Linked DNA regions of Mus musculus: region 2 is linked to region 1. Evidence: chromatin contacts called from public HiChIP or PLAC-seq data. All regions are on one chromosome and are shown on one strand. The core of a region is the stretch at or near the end of the contact, and the rest is flanking DNA. Distances in the headings are between cores, read along the strand shown.

The links. HiChIP or PLAC-seq counts read pairs in DNA pulled down with a chosen protein or histone mark.
Region 2: a FOXA1 HiChIP or PLAC-seq map of pancreatic cancer cells shows a contact between it and region 1. The contact joins two enhancer-like sites. A contact is called at or near these places in 1 of 484 Hi-C or Micro-C datasets (muscle stem cells) and 1 of 115 datasets of contacts at active chromatin or transcription factors (pancreatic cancer cells).

What each region holds. Positions count from the first base shown.
Region 1 is chr3:104,672,901-104,677,649 of GRCm38.p6, forward strand. It overlaps Gm34548 (a long non-coding RNA gene), which reads right to left. Exons shown (of 4, transcript XR_867542.1): 4 at 4,651-4,749. Among named protein-coding and RNA genes, the nearest start is that of Gm34548, 5.4 kb to the right of the region's middle. Within about 2 kb of position 2,446, at least 184 of the 459 cell types and tissues checked have an H3K27ac peak or open chromatin away from gene starts, as enhancers often do. A contact at or near this core is called in pancreatic cancer cells, where this site is marked.
Region 2 is chr3:104,293,423-104,298,171 of GRCm38.p6, forward strand. No RefSeq gene overlaps it. Among named protein-coding and RNA genes, the nearest start is that of Gm5546, 65 kb to the right of the region's middle. Within about 2 kb of position 2,634, at least 83 of the 459 cell types and tissues checked have an H3K27ac peak or open chromatin away from gene starts, as enhancers often do. A contact at or near this core is called in pancreatic cancer cells, where this site is marked.

The DNA of each region.
Region 1 (4,749 bases), core at 1,196-3,695:
TTATTAGCCGGACAGTGGTGGCACACGCCTTTAATCCCAGCACTTGGGAGGCAGAGGCACGAGGATTTCTGAGTTTGAGGCCAGCCTGGTCTACAGAGTGAGTTCCAGGACAGCCAGAACTACACAGAGAAACCCTGTCTTGAAAAAACAAAAACAAAAACAACAACAAAAAAAATCCTTTTTGTTTTTAAAGATTTATTTATTTTATGTATGTGAGTACACTGTTGCTGTCTTCAGACACACCAGAAGAGGGCTTCGGATCCCATTACAGATGGTTGTGAGCCACCATGTGATTGCTGGGAATTGAATTCAGGACCTCTGGAAGAGCAGTCTTACCCACTGAGCCATCTCTCCAGCCTAATCCTTTGGTTTTTATGTAGATAATGTGTTGCTAAGTTACTCAGGTTGAACTGAACTCTGCCATCCAGGCAGCCTTTGTACTTCCTCTAGTCTCCAACTTCCTAGCCTCCCACTAGGCCAGTGTTTTATTTCTTTTAAAATTGATTACATTTACTTAAGTGTGTGTTTGTGTAAGTGTGTGTGTGCTCTTGTGGAGGTCAGAGAACACTCTATGTTAGTTTTCTTCTACCTTACACATCTGGGTTGGCTTGGCACCAAGTGAGTTTGCCTGCTGAATCCTTCCGCTGGTATTTGTTTGTCTTTTGAGAGGGTTTTGTTTATTTGATCCAACTGTGTAGCCCAGGCTTCTCTTAGATTAGACATTCCCTCCTGCCTCAGTCTTGGGAGTGTTGAGAGTATAGGCATGTGACACCACACCTGGCTTACACTTATTCTCAAAGTTTTCTTTTCTGTCCGCTCTCTTCTTCAGAGTCTCAGTATGTTGCCTGGATGGCCTTCAAACCTCTGGGCTCTTGTTTCTACCTCCTGAGTGGCAGGGACTTGGGGTGTGCACCACCACACCCAGATTAATATTGACCTCTTATCACACTTGTGCAGGCAAATTATAGGTCTGCTGTCTGGAGCCCAGGCCAACTTGTTAGGAAGGAGAAAGGCTCAGACACCCCTAGGGTTGAAAGACAATAAAATTTTTGTTTTGTTTTGTTTTGTTTTTTATTTGTTTACAGTCTCCCCTTAGCCCAGGCAAACCTGGAACTAACTCTGTAGTTAGGCTGGTCTCAAACCCACATTGGTTCTACCTTACCCTCTCAAGTGCTGGGATTACTGGTGTGAGCCATCATCACCATGCCCTGACGGGCATGCCTTTACCTACCTTACTCCTAAATTTGCAAACACCTCAGGGTAGTTTTGCAGCTGGTGAAACTGGAGTTGTGTTGGGTTAAGTCACTCTTGCTTATCAATGTCACGTGACCATTTGTGCATAAGCTAAGAAAAATCTTTTTTCCAGTAGTGAGGCCTGAACCCTGTCGCCAGGGCCTCTTAAGCAAATGCTGTCACTGAGCTGTGTACCCTTAGCTCCCTGACCTGAAATCTCCACCCCTTCACGCCTGACATTCATGACTGCTTCCCGGTGACCTTGTGTCCTGGATCCCTGCTTCTTATAGTCCTTCTTTCCCCTAGAGGCAGGCTCAGAAAGCTGTTTTCCTCTTACTCTTGTCTCGGGTCATTTGGCTGAGGAATTGCAGCTGCCTGGGCGGGGCTGGATGGTAGAGGTGTCTGGATCCGCAGAGAGGAAGCGACTGGAGTTCTCAAGAGTCCTGGGTTCACACTGACCCTTCCTGGTGTTCCCTGGCCCATTGCAGTCCTCCTGGGCATTGCCTAGGCTCCCCGTGTTTCTGCTTGCTTACACCCAGTCCTCAGGATGTCCTCTTCCCTTGCTAGAGCCTCAGCCTACGAGCCCGAAGCTCACATCCTGGGGGTTAATTTCTACCAACTCTAATGCCTTCAAATCCCAGGCTGAGCCTTCAGGCCAGGGTACAGCCTGCAGAGCTGACTCATGTGAAGTAGCTATTGGGTGACAAAGGTGAGAGTGGGCAGAAGCCTCCAGCTGCCCCTCCCATCCCTCCCCCCCCCCCCCAATCTGGGCTCCAAGCCACTGTCCCACGCAGCTTTCAGGGGGAAATGTCCTGATCTAAACTAAGACCAGTGCTATTTCCTGGGTCACAAGATCTCCACTGTGCCCCCTGGACAAATCTCGGTGACACCGGGTGCTTGAGCTGCATGGCTGGACAGGCTCCAGGCTTTGATGCAGCTTCTGCTTGAGGCGTTTACCCCAGCAGCTTGGCCAAGCTAAAGCAACCATTCATCCTGACTGTTTCCAAATGGGGGACTTCCTCTGATGGGAAGATCGTCTGATTCTAATGGGGTCTACATCTTGCCTTAAGTGCTGCTCCTAGAAGACACTAGCGCCAGCCCCCTGGGAGTAGAAACTGTCTACTCCCTCCCACCTACACCTCTGGAGAAATCCACGCACCCACCCTCACACCCCAGTACTGCGGTCATTCCTAACACAACACACCCCAGTGACCGCAAACATCCTCCCTCCTACACACAGCTGGACCTGATCTACAGAGGCGTTAATTCCTCAGGACCTGAACAGCGGCTGTTCCAAGTCCAGGGAGACCTCACGCCGACCTTCAAGGAACAAGAGAGGGGCCCGTCGCTGGACACCCAGGATGGTCTCCGCCCACCCTCTTTCCCATCAAAGCCTTTTCTCCGACATAGCTCCGTAGAGACAGTTCAGGCCCTTACGTGGCAGTGTGCGGCGCCCTCGTGTGGCCCATAGCCACCCAGCACGCTGGCCCCCTGGACCTTAGCTTTACCTCGGCTCCCCTGGCACACCTAGGTGTCCCCTCCCCCATCCGCTCCCCCCAGCTGTCCCCACCGGATGTCAGAACTCCACCTATTCCTGTACGGTGGCTTCCTGTCGGTCAGACCAGGTTAACCTGCTCTTTCCATTAATAGGAGGCTTTGAGAGTCTGGAGCAGGAATCCTGCCACGCTTAGCAGATGCCCTGCTGAAGTGAATTTCCTCATGTGTCTGTCTCCCTGCCCACTCTGAAAGGGCTTCGTCTAGGAAGTGAAAGAAAGGAAAACAAAAACAAAATTACAAAACCAGAGTAAGTTCGCAAGAAAACCAGAGTCACCCATCATCAACTGGGCTTTGACAATTTATCCACCGGAGGGAATGCGAGCTGACTTTCAAGCGTTAAGATTTATGGGAGGCTATTGGTACTGGGCACATAGCTAAGGCAAAGATAAGTCAATCATGCTTAGTGGAGCCAAAACCAGGTTGTTTACCAACCTTCACTGATGATAGTGACGATGATGATGATGGCAAAAAGAGAAATAGCTGTAATTCCAAGTAAGCCAGTTTAGCTGTTATGAATAGGAAATCCCCTTTGGGCTAACCTGTACAAGCCCAGTTAACCTATCTTTGTGAGGTTTTTTTGTTTTTTGTTTGTTGGTTTGTTTGTTTTGTCTTTTTGTTTTTTGAGAAAGGGTTTCTCTGTATAGCCCTGGCTGTCCTGGAACTCACTTTGTATACCAGGCTGGCCTTGAACTCAGAAATCCGCCTGCCTCTGCCTCCCGAGTGCTGGGATTAAAGGCATGCGCCACCACGCCCGGCTTCTATGTGAGTTTTTGTTGTTTTTTTGTTTTTGTTTTTGTTTTTGAGATGGTCTCACGATGCAGCAGCCCTGGCCAGCTTGGAACTAACAGAGATCTACCTACCTTTACCTCCAGAGTTCTGGGATTTAAAGAGTGCCACCTTTTGATTGGCTGATTGATTATTTGATGCTGGGAACTGAACTCATATCAGAGTCTTAGTCACTCTTCTGCTGTTGGCATTGAACACCCCCCCCCCCACAGCACCCCCACCCACCCCCCACCCATCCACCCCCCACCCTGCTGCCTCAAGCAAATCTGCTTTTCATTTTGTTTCTACTTCTTCAGACCCCTTTTCTATAAGGCAAACTCCAGGATGTGTTGTTGTGACTCATGAACCACAAATAAAAGGCCTATGATTAAGTTTATTGATTTGTTAACGACTCTCCTCCATTTTAAGGCATAGCCTTATGCGGTTCAACTGGCCTGGGACCCTTGGTCCTCCAACCTCCGTGCAAAGGCTAGGATGACAAGTATCTGACACACTGGCCGGCTTTTGTTATTTTCTTTGCGAATTTGTTTCTGTCTTTATTTTTTGAGGCAGGATTTCTCTGTGGCCTTGGCTGTCCTGAAACTCACTACTATTTAAACCAAACTGGCCCTCTGACACTATGGTTAGCCTCATTTTTAATCATTTACTTAATTTGAGGGGGGGGATTCGAGATAGGGTTTCTCTGTGTATCCCTGGCTGTCCTGGAACTCACTCTGTAGTCCAGGCTGGTCTTAAACTCAGAGGGATTCACCTGCCTCTGCCTCCTGAGTACTGGGATCAAAGGTTTCTACCACTAACAACTGGCTTAATTTAATTTTTTTAAAAATTCCTTTAATTCCAGCCCAGGATATCCCTCACTGCATTGCTGCTCTGCTAGCACTGGTAAACTGAGATGACGTCAGTTATAAGATTATCAGCCAGATAAAGTGATGCACACCTTTAATCCCAGCACTAGGGAGTCAGAGGCAAGCAGATCTCTATGAGTTCGAGGCCAGCCTGGTCTACAGAGTGAGTTCCAGGACAGCCAGGGCTATATAGTGAGACCCTGTCTCAAAAACAAAACAAAACAAAACAAAACAAAACAAAACAAAACAACTATCAGGATGCCCCTGTACAACAATTTTAGTAGCATAGGCCTGCATCCCACTTACCTGCCCAAAGACCCCTCTCCTC
Region 2 (4,749 bases), core at 1,384-3,883, 380 kb before region 1:
TCAACTACAGGTGCCCTCTTCTCATACCCCTTACATCCTTCCTGAAATTCAGGGCCCCTCCTACCTCTCTCCAGGAATCAGAGACGGCCTGGCTGATGGCCTGTGCTGTAGACTATCTCAGCTATGTGGAGTAAAATCTCCCTCTTCCTTTGGGACCTATAAAACGGGATCTCCACTCCACCTGGGAGAGCCAGACCTTTCTCCAGAGCCCCCGCCCCCTCTCTGCATGCTGCAGGGCAATCTGCTTAGTGTCCTCTTGAACCCCAGACTTAGAACCACTCAATTTCTTCTCTTGAGGAGGAACGGAGAGCCAAGAGGATCCTAAGTAGGGGAGACACACTCTTACACCATCTCTGTGGCAAATGTCCTTCCTAGCTTGAAGAAAAAGACCAGTATTGTGACCCTAAGAAAGCCAACACATGAACTAGAGATGGTACATGCTTGTCATGTAGGATGTAGGTAGAAAAAACCCAACTGTTTCCATCTGGTCCACTGGCTCTTGGTATCAAAAAAAAAAAAAAAACATGGCAACTACACAGAGAAAAGGATGCCAGCAACCGCACAGAAAGCTGTGCTTTTTAGAATGCAAGTGTGATGCATGACTACTCATTAACGACCCATCAAAACAAACCGTGAACAGGCCACTAAGTGCCACTTTGCTGGATTAACCCTGGGCTGGGCCCTATGTGCTGAGATTTCAAAGGTCCTTTGAAGTTAGAGCATTAAGAAATCACTTTCCAAGTCAGATCACCACCAATTCTAGATGTTTCCTAATGGCTGAGTGGAAGAAGAGCTGACTAATTCTTTAAATTTTAACCAGGAAGGAAAAGAAAAATAATGTTCTTTATGATGGGCACAATAACCACCATGCATCCCAGGACTGGGGAGGAAGCTCAGTGGAATGCTTGCCTAGCATTCATGAGGTCGTGGGTTCAGTCCCCAGCACTGCATAAACTGGCCACGGTGGTGCACACTTGTAATCCCAGCACTATAGTTTCACATAGGAAGGTCAGAAGTTCAAAGTCATTCTAGCCTATATATCTAGATCATCTCATAAAAACTGATGCTCGTGATAATGCCCAATAACCAATAAGAAAAAAATATGGAAGCAGATGGTACTTGCCAAGGGTGATTTTCCCCCCTTCTGGGGAGTTGATTCCTTTCACATGCTCATAACAGTTCTATTCCTTAATGTAGCCCTACATCTTAATAATCTCAATGTAAGGGTAATTTCTTTAAAATATTAAAGTTCGACTTGCCATTAAAGTGGCCATTATCATCCTTGATGCCATTAATATTACTTTATCGACCTTTCAGTCTAAGGAGTGTGGAGAAATTGGTCTTTGCTTCTTATTAGGATCTCTCAGGTTTGACTCAGGATCTAGGCTGTATAAGACCTGGAGGCTGCAGAGGGGACCAGGGAAGCTGCACTCTGCCCTGGGGCATCAGATTTGATGCCTACTGCAGCCTGGAAGTCGCTGGCTTTCTAGGTTTCAGAAAGAGGCACACATATCCAGTGCCTGGAGGGGCCTTCTTCACAGCATCATCACAGCTCTGAGGAGTTACAAACAAACACACAAGAATAAAGACATCAAAACACGGCACATCATTAAGGAGCATGGAATAGAAACACGGCTATTTTAGGTAGCCATAGCATTTGGTTGTGAACCTCAAGACTCTCCTGTGATCACATCTGCGTATATTTATAAACTTAGCATAGAAGCATGCGTCACAACTGATCTCTTGAAGTAGCAGAGGTTTCTGTGTGGGGGACGACTGTGGAATGTGACTGTGGGATTTAAAAGGGCAGGGGGGTGGGGGAAAGTAACTGTTCCAGCTGAGCGACTCTCCACAATGCGTTTTTGATGCAGTGACTAATTATTGTGATTATTTTCATCAGCAAAGACACCGGTAGAGCTAAACATATTTATTTTCTTTTTTTTTCCTCCTTGAAAAGTATAATATTTCAAGCTTTAGAGAAATTCCATATGTCTCCTCCCTATACTTAGGAAGTGTGCTCTCAGATGTTGTCACAAATGCTGAGCTACCTTGCTTCCCTTGTTCCTTCTGAGACAGTGTTCCTCTCTTCCAGTATCAGCTTGATAGAGCCAAGCCAAGCTTAATGAAAACACCCAGCCTCTGCCTTGCTAATATCCTCAGCTGACCTTCTGGGCTCCCTGTCACATAACTACATAGAGCTGGTTGCCAAATGTTAGAATTTAATCTAATGAGCACTCACAGTATTTTGATAGGGGGGAAAAGTAGTAAGTATAGAAAGTGTAAGTCTTTAAAGTTAGAGTTTTGTTCCCTGTAAAATTATTGGCCATAGTTTTAGAGGTTTATATTAAACATGCTCTCTTTAATGAATACTGAGCAGAAAAGGTACAGAAGAGAGCCAGGGTCCTGTTCCCACAGTTAGGAAGCTGAAAGATGAATGTGTTAGATCAAACAATACTAACTATCAAACAAGAACAAATCTTTAAACTTCTGATTCCCTACACGTCATGCACACGCACACGCATGCACACACACGCACACGTTCTTTGCACAACTGAGAATGATACACCAATTGAATCTGAAGTCAAATGAGCAGAGCTGGAAGCATATTGCTCAAGACGTGGCCTGTAAGGAACAGTCCAGCTTTTAATAGTGAGTCATCCTCACTGCCATGGAAACAGAAACCGACAGAAGCCCAGTGAGTCTGTCCCCTTCTCGTCCCTAAATTCTTATGAAGAATAAATGCCTTAGCCTGTATGCATTCTTGAATTCATATTATTATTGAGCACACTTCCATTTTTTTTAATTCATCACATAATCGTCCTTTATTTGCTCAGACAATTATGTGGTTAATTTGATTTTTCAGTCTTTGAACAAACTTTTTGGTAATTTAAATGCCTAATGAGTGGAAGACATCAGACCACCCTCCCTTCCACATGAGTAAAGTCCATCCAAGAATGATCATGCGTGAAAAATCAAACTATATTTCATTTTCTAGAGCTGACTTAAGTAAATGTAACCACTATACATTCACCTAACAACATTAAAATTCAGAATCCCAGAATTAGGACATCACAACAGTGAAAAAAAAATCAGTAACTGAAGAATACTCATTTTTAAAATTTAGTGTGAGGGGGAGATTTTGTGTGGGTGTGGGGGGCATGCCATGACCCATTGTCTAGAGATTAGAGGACAACTTTGTGGAGTTGGTTTTCTCCTTCCATCTTCTTGTAGGTTCTGGGGATTGAACTTGGGCCAGCTTTGAGCAGCAACTACCTTTAGCCACCAAGCCAATTATCCTTCTTTTGATGTGTGTGTGTGTGTGACAGTAAAAACATATGAAACTAGATGGAAAATTTTAGCTACAAATTTCAGAAAGCTTGTTTTAATGGGGCAGTGAGACCTGCTGATATCTCAGTGGAGACTATAAATGTCAACATATCTCATGCTTTCTTCATTCATAATGGCTTCCCTTCCACTCAGACTATGGCTATTTATTACACAACAAACTAGTATTTAAATGTCTTTGGTCTTACCAAGAGCACTAATGAAGATCTACCATTATGAGTTTTTCTTTCAAGCACTTTTGGAAACAACCCAAAATTAGACTTTTCACCTTTGATTGCAGAGAATGGCTTAACAAAATAGTAATTGTGGAACTTACTCATATTTATTGTATTTTTCTTAAAGATAGCCGGAATAGATTTCATATTTCATCATAGCGTCATAATGCAGCAGAGTGAACTTAGACATAAGCCACTCCTTGCTCCAGCGCAATCACTAAATAACCTTATACATGGGGAATCCTCCGTAAATGACCTTTTCTGATTTAAAGCTTTACTCAGACGACCTGCTACAACTTAAACAGGAAACAGCCAGACTCAGACGACCTGCATAATCTTAAACAGGAAGCAGCTTTGGGGCCTGCAAACTGCTCATCCTCCTTGGCAAATGGCTTTTGTTCTCTTGATCCTAGTGTGGCTGTTATGTCCACTGAGTCTCTATTTTTTAAATAGATATAATTTGCATACCATAACAATCCATTCATTTAAAACACATCTTCCAGGGGTTTTCAGTGAATCATCACTATTGTCTAATTCCATTGTGCTCAAGTAAAATCTATCTATTAGAGTATGTGGACATTTGGGACTATCTCCATTCGTTGGCTATTAAGGATACTGCTGCTGTGTTTGGGTTTGAGCTTTTATATAGAAATATGTTTTCCAGTTACTTGGGTATAGCTAGGACTTGCCCAGCTGTATAGTGACTTTTTTGTTTTGTTTTGTTTTTTGTTTTTTTGAGGAATTGACAAACTTGTACAAAGAAGCTATACCATGGGCTGGTGAGATGGCTCAGCAAGGGTGTTTGACAGGAACACTGACAACTTGGGTTTGATCCCCAGGTTCCATATGGTGGAAAGAGAGCTGATTGCAAGGTGTTCTCTGACTTCTACACACACCACCACCACCAAACAAACAAATAAAATAAGTAAACAAATACATGTATGTGAGGGAATCGGAAGAATGTAAGATAGTTTGAAGTGCTGTATGCATTATCACTCTCTAGACTTTCTACTATAATCATGAACTCACATCAGTTGTTGTGACTGGTCCTGCGCCAACACAAGAGCAGCCCCATCAACAGCCTTCTAGAAAAGTGGATGGTCCTCATGGGCCTACTCTTCACCTCCTAACTATTGTCTATCAATAAATTATGGGAGAAGGGAAATCACTGTTTTTAGTTGCATGCTAA